Linked DNA regions of Bombyx mori: region 1 is linked to region 2. A link is a contact called in public Hi-C data. All regions are on one chromosome and are shown on one strand. The core of a region is the stretch at or near the end of the contact, and the rest is flanking DNA. Distances in the headings are between cores, read along the strand shown. Region 1 has its middle 15 kb from the start of LOC101743282. Region 2 overlaps LOC101743140 (early growth response protein 3).

Region 1 (3,569 bases), core at 1,043-3,542, 170 kb after region 2:
ATGATAAACAGACGGAGCAATCGGCATACTTATTTTTGACGTGAGTACTTACTGACGAAATTCGGTCTAAAATGCAGATTATTTAATTTTCCAATGCAACTGAGACTTCGGCCCAACGTTTTAAGATGGCGCTCACTTAGTAGAGTCTATAGTCTCTATCAATGGCCAAGTATGTTTCCCGGAGGCCACAAATAAAATAAAAAAAGTTGAAACTATCAGCTCAAGTGGTATAATTTCCAAATCCACAAATTTTTGATTGGGTTTGTTGTGAATTTATGCTTATGAAGCTAACAATAATTTTACTTTCTTAAATAACGCTTTCTAAGTATCAATATTCACGTCTGCGTTTGCCGAGTGAAATATGTATTGATTATGAATTTAAATTATTAGACTTCACACTGTCAGTACATCAGACCAAGTTAATTATTTTACTTTAGGCTTATCGCAAATACAAATCACACGATACTCATATATTCCAAACTATTTAGCATTTATGATTAGATGTGACTCGGTAAAGTTAATAGAAATCTTGAACTTGTTAAGATTCAGCTGGACACAGTTTAACGCATAACGTAGAGAACCAGTAACAGCCAGTCACTTGATAAGCATCTCTCAAGACAAGCGAGACTTCTTTACGAGGTTGTTAACTATATTATTATGTTAGACATAGTATACATTATGTAAACCAATTCTAGCAGTGTTTTGTTTTAGTTTACAATTCCCAGTAGGTAGCTACGTAACTAAGGTCACTATCTATATATTAAAAAAATTACAATTGAATAATTTGCAATTTGAGCTGAATTTTAAGAAGTTAGCCTTGAAAATTATTGATTACGTATGATTTAACGAAAGTTATTTAATATAAAAGTTCATAAAAATTTCCAAAGAGGGATTGAAATGGAGGTTAGGACAAATATTAAAATGAAATTTATGAACGAAACAATTAAGTGGTTTACCTTGATATGACAGCGGCTCGCTTATTCGTTGAAGCGATTCACATCAATGAGCAACATACCCGCACGTACATCGAGCTGCTCTTAAAGATAACAAGACACAAAAATATTCTAACGTTATTATTCTTAACTATTATGGAATTACACAAACAAATCACAATTTATGAGAAACCTTTTCATTTCAATCATTAAAGTTGTTTCTCGTCATGAAATATGAATATTGGATTGGCCTCCCAACAGGTGTTAATAAATAAAGCTAGATTATCCACAGACAGATCTAATCGTTTCTTATTTGCATTGCGAAAGACCTGACCGAGTGGTGAACCGACGGTCTCTACATTCTTATCTGCTAAATACTTAAACTGTAAACATATTGGAGCGGCTTGTTAAACTATTTATTGTTAAACTATAGTTTATCTTTGTGTGGCTTATACTATACGAAGCTCCTTATTAGGTCGGTCGTCTGCAGAATATTTTCCAACGTGTGATCGTTTCTCCATGCAAATCCACTGTTGTAAATATATCGGTAGCTGCTAGTTTCACTTATCTGATACAGATTCCATTTGTCGCGACATTACTTTGTAGCGTATTTGGAGTTGATTGTAAGTTTACTTATGTTGCTTGTCGTAAGGACTACCATAATAATATGTGTAACTTAGCTTACCTGTGTTGCGAAACAAACATAATGCAATTACGAAACAGCGTTTATGTTCGAACAATAAAATTAATGTTTTATAAGAGTCATTAAAACAAACACGTTATAATTAAATTCTTATTGTGAGCCGTGAGCATGCCGTAATTCATTTGAGCTTTGTGTTAAGCATTTTAAAATTCAATGGCGTCTCGTTGAAGGTCCGTAGTCATAATTTTCGTCAAGTAACTTAAATGTGGACGAAGCCATTATGTAAAATTAATAACCCGCTCACTAAACATTGCCTGCGCTTTTAAATGCTATCAGTAAATCCACGATTTGAAATTGTCTTCGAGTCAATTGAAATGAATTTAATAAATCGGATTGACTGATAATGTATAAATACCTACTTTGTTTGTGTCGAAATAATAAATATTCGGTGAGGATTTGTCAAAAACAAAATGCAAAATCTAATCCATTGCTAGTAGAATTAAAAAGTTCTAAATTATTTATTAGGCAGTATTATTTTTGTGGAAAAAACAAAATAGTCTTTGCGGGGTGTACGTTAACTTAATGTTTGTGATAGATGTCACAAGAAGATGGAGAGTATCATTCAATTGTATTCATCAATGGAAGGTTCGCAAGTAGATTGCAACACGATTTAAGTGGCATTGAATGGATTTCGAGGCGTTATGATGCGCACGCGCGTCTCAATGGGCCGCAGTGAATCACGCGTCTCCATTCAACCCAAACGCCCCCGCTTGCCGCACGTGCCTCACTAAACAACTCGCATTTGCCAATACGTACAGCTTATTGTCTTTCATTTGACCTATCAAACCTCTCACTTCCCGCTATGATAAAACATCTTATCGGCTACCATGTTTAATGCATGTGCTACGATGCTTAGAGCCAAAGCCAGCATAATTCTATTCGTCCAATAATAATTTGCATACATAATCGTCCATTTCGGCTGTAAATATAAGACAAATGTTTCCTGTTCGAGTCGTGAAATTTAAAATAAGAGGTTAAAATAGCACTAATGGTCACCTTTGGCTATAATTTGAGTGACCCGCCTTGTTTGGAGATAATGCTCAACCCTGAGCCGGGGCCTCGACGACAATCACTTTATTGAAACATAATCAACAAAAATAATTGCCTTGACCTGAGTCAGCCTCACAAGAAACTCCGTCGTGACACTTGAGTGTGACAGAGTTCTAATTATCGAGGCTTTTAGATGAAGTAGTTATATTCGAAACTTACGAAGGAGATAAACATAAATATGTATAGGTACATTAAATAGATGTGATTTAGTACTTTGACAGCTTAAAAAGTTAGCCTGGAAATAAACAAATAAGTAAGAAAAAATTGTCAACAGCGTATTACTCGTACTAATGTTCGATATAATTTCAGGCGTACAATTTTTTTTTTATTGCTTAGATGGGTGAACAAGCTCACAGCCCACCTGGTGTTCAGTGGTTACTGGAGCCCATAGACATCTACATCGTAAATGCGCCATCCAACTTGAGATATAAGTTTTAAGGTCGCAAGTATAGTTATAACGGCTGCCCCCACCCTTCAAACCGAAACGCATTACTGCTTCACGGCAGAAATAGGCGGGGCGGTGGTACCTACCCGTGCGGACTCACAAGAGGTCCTACCACCAGTAATTACGCAAATTATAATTTTGAGGGTTTGATTTTTCTTACACGATGTTATTCCTTCACCGTGGAAGTCAATCGTGAACAATTGTTAAGTACGTATTTCATTAGAAAAATTGTTACCCGCTTGCGGGATTCGAACACCGTTGCATCGCTATATACGAATACACCGGACGTCTTATCCTTTAGGCCACGACGAGTTAGTCTGGAAATAAACAAATAAGTAAGAAAAAATTGTCACCAGCATCTTATTCGTACTAATTAATGTTCGAAATAATTTCAGGCGTATAAAATACTAAACTTTAACATTAAAGAAGAAAAAATCTA
Region 2 (3,672 bases), core at 198-2,697:
AGGTGGTGGTACCTAGTCGTGCGGACTCACAAGAGGTCCTACCACCAGTAAAAAGCACTGTGTTAAAAAGCACTTTGATTAATTGTAACACAATAGTATATGTTTGCTGCTTTTATTACGAACCTTTTTATAGTTTAGTTCAAAGATATCTATGCAATATTATTTGGTTCTAGTTAAACTAATGTCTCCTAGAGAGCTTAAAATTGAAACGAAAATTTAATATTAGTTTTTTTAATAAAATTTTATTTCGTTATGCTATTTTCGTTTAAACTATAATATAATCGGTGGTAGGGCGTCTTTGAGACGGTACGAATAGGTAGAAAATTGAACATTTGACAGAAACATTGGACAACATCTCAATGAAATCACAATTTCATCCTCCTTGGCGATTAAAGTCAAAGATCGAAATCTCATTCAATAATGCATTCGCGATCGCACCAGTTAGACTTAAATCAATCCATATACACTAATAGCACATCCTAGACTAGTATCTTCAATTTCACATATCTGCTTAATAGAGTTGGTCAAAAGAATAAAAAAGATCATCAAAGTGATACCTCATTGATTTATATAGAGAATTTGCAAAATGCAAAATGCAAGCAGATTGTCGTGGGCGAGAAGTGATTTGACACGCGTCCGCGACAATTTCGCTCGCAATCACAGCGTGTAAGAAGTACGAGTGGTTTCGCGTGTTATAATTCTTTTTTCTGTAGATAAATCATTATTTAAAATTTAAAAAAAAAAACGTTTGTAAACTTTCTATACTTGCAGTACTTAAAACGATTAGTTTAGCAATATGTATATACTTGTATATGCATATACCTATATTTTTTTAATATTAAAATGTAATAAATTTACTGAAAAAGAAGAATTTAGATTTTTATTTAACGAACAATTTAATATGAGGTATTAAATCCTGAAAAGGTTGTAAATTATTTAAATTATTTAAAAAAACATTTTTATAACCATAGAAGTCTCGAGTACGTTCGATAATTTAATAATTCTGTAATTATCAACAATTGCAGCAGCAGCTTCTTATGTGTCATCAAATGTCAACTTAATTTAAAGGTACATATTTCGAGTAGAATTAATGTGCTCTTGTTGTTATGCAAACGTCAATCCTAAGCTGAATAATATTTAATTCAGAGCGTGACTGTCATTAATTGAAATGTTAAAAAAATAAAAATTTAAAGATAACCTATAATTTAAATTGATTTAACTTAATATAGTTTTGGGTAAACACTAAATAATTTTAAACGGGAACTTTCGGTGTGCTCTTTTTTCATACGTGTTGGATCTGTATCGGGCAGATTCACGATCGGCCCTGACAATGAAATAGGTAGTCGCATCGATTTCCTCATTCAGGGTGAAGAGCAGCGTCCGACCGTGGCTCCACACACAGTGTCACTAAGCGCGATCGATGCGTCGTCCTTGAACCTGGCGCCACGGACCGCGCAGGCGTTGTTAAAGGTCGGACGTCATCCCGTGGCCATGACTATGAAACACGTGCCTATTTCCCCCCATCTCATTCCATTACACGTAGCACCCCTGGTAAGACCATTCATACTGGCTCCACTGATGCTTTACCGCTGTTTCATTTATTCATCGTTAACTTTGTCATTTGTTATTGATTGTGACATTTGTCAGACAACCTGTTGCGTAAATTCATTTGCGTTTGGGTACGTAAAGTAGACATTTCTCTATTTAATCGTTAATTTGATGAACTTCTGACATTTTGAAGTAGGTAAATATTTTAGACGTTTTATTTAGTTGCTTCCTTAGAACAATGGTATTTGTAAGCTTGAACTTTGCTATTTGTACGAGTATAACCTTTCTCGACAGCATCAATATTAGTCTTTGTAGTCTGCCTTTTTCTGTATACGTCATATTATTTTAATGAGAGTAGATCCGTCGACTTTATTGATTAGGTTCAACACATTAGCGGTAAGATTTAGAAAGTCTATCGGTGTTTGAGAATTATTTTAGATATTAATTAACTAATAACTACCTACTGCAAATTTTGGTCGGAACTGTTGATGTTAAAAAATACTTCATTGTTCACATAACGGTGTTCAATTTTCGACAGAACTTACTACCGTTTCTACTACATTATATTATGTAGAATATTACATTATTTTATTGAATATCAGCTGTAAATAAATAAATGAAACAGGTGACTTAAAGTTTTTAATTTGTTTAGACGGCAAGTCCTATTGCAAAGTACCAGTTAGAAAATTAAACTTATAAGTAAAGTAAACACGTGAGTGTTTATGAGAAGTTGTGTGTGTGAAAAGGTTCGACGTGGGGTAACGTGTGTGGCAAGAGCGATGCAAGTCGTCATTGAGAGCAAGCTCGACCACGCAGGGCTCCGCATGAATGAAGTAACCGTGGGCGGCCCATTCATTCATTAACTCCGAGGCCGTTTCTTATAACAGCGCCATAACAAAACAAAAACTGTCAATATTACTATAATGCGCTAGTAATCTAGATGTCGTTGTCTAATTCACACTTTGGATGTACTAAAGGTCAGGTAAGAACTCGTAGATACTTTATAGCTTTCTAAATTTAAAGTCATATTTATTTCATACTATAATCATTAGCCTAGTTGTACTCTTGGTGTTACCAATGCTACCAATGTCCGTGGACGGTGGTGACTGCTTTTCATATCAGGTTGGTCGCATATTAATTTTTGACCATTTACAACAAAGATTCAACCACGGCTGGTTATTCTTTTATAAAAAACCATAATTGTGATTTGTCTAAAATTAATCCTCATATGTTCTCACTAGACTTCTCATGTTAGTTGCTATAAAATTCCCTTAATCAGAGATTTTTTCAGATTCTAATTGCAGAAAATATTGTCTACAATGAAAAGCACTATTACCTTTTTAATTAAATTTGAATTCAATTTTGTTCAATCTTCTAAATATTTTAATCGCTATTTTGAAGTTTATTACACAGTCGAAAATGGAGGTGTCTATAAGCTAGGAGTGGACAAGGTTCTATTCAGTAAAAGGAGTTTTAGGCGTAGGAGTCAAGGTAAGGCCTGCAGGTTTCAACAACATGGATTAGAGCTTTGTCTACGCCAACACAATTCATTCATTGCCGTCGGCATGTGCTGTTGAACATTTTTGTTAGCTATTTGACTCATCACTATTTGTATCGTACTACTTTATATGCTGGACATTCAATGTATACAAGGGTATGAATATGCTGTTTGGCTGCTTGATGTTTGTTCTGTGTCTGGATGCTAAATATCTGTAAATGTGTTTATATCAACGTAAAGTAATTACCACAATATAGAGAATTTGAATTTATAGCCAAATGACCGTTTGTTATTTGTTCCCTGACTACTTAGTCTGGCCATAAATGCTGTTACAAAGGAAAACAAAAGTGGTCTCTATTGGCTGCAATACAGTCCTTTAAACGTTGAGGCCAGTTATCAATAGAAGCACGCACTCTTTCCACGGGAAAATTTTTCACTGCCAAACGTACGGATTGGTTTAGGGATTCCAAATTATCATGGCATTTAGAGCAAGCCGTACTCTCTAAAACTGACCATAAATCATAATCCAGCGGATTAAGATCGGGACTAGATGACGGCCAGTCTTCAGCTCTGATGAAGTTCGAAACGTTCGTTTCCAACCAAGACTGCGTAGACCGAGCTTTATG

The links. Hi-C and Micro-C count contacts between places; a contact is called where the count stands out from the background.
Region 1: a Hi-C map of whole pupa shows a contact between it and region 2, with 1.8 times the contacts expected there. The contact joins two enhancer-like sites. A contact is called at or near these places in 2 of 7 Hi-C or Micro-C datasets (both in whole pupa).

The regions. Positions count from the first base shown.
Region 1 is chr23:7,946,284-7,949,852 of ASM3026992v2, forward strand. No RefSeq gene overlaps it. Among protein-coding and RNA genes, the nearest start is that of LOC101743282, 15 kb to the right of the region's middle. Within about 2 kb of position 2,293, at least 4 of the 8 cell types and tissues checked have open chromatin away from gene starts, as enhancers often do.
Region 2 is chr23:7,773,659-7,777,330 of ASM3026992v2, forward strand. The region is part of intron 1 of LOC101743140 (early growth response protein 3); the gene reads right to left. All of the region lies in intron 2 of LOC110386322 (a long non-coding RNA gene), which reads left to right. Among protein-coding and RNA genes, the nearest start is that of LOC110386322, 12 kb to the left of the region's middle. Within about 2 kb of position 1,448, at least 8 of the 8 cell types and tissues checked have open chromatin away from gene starts, as enhancers often do.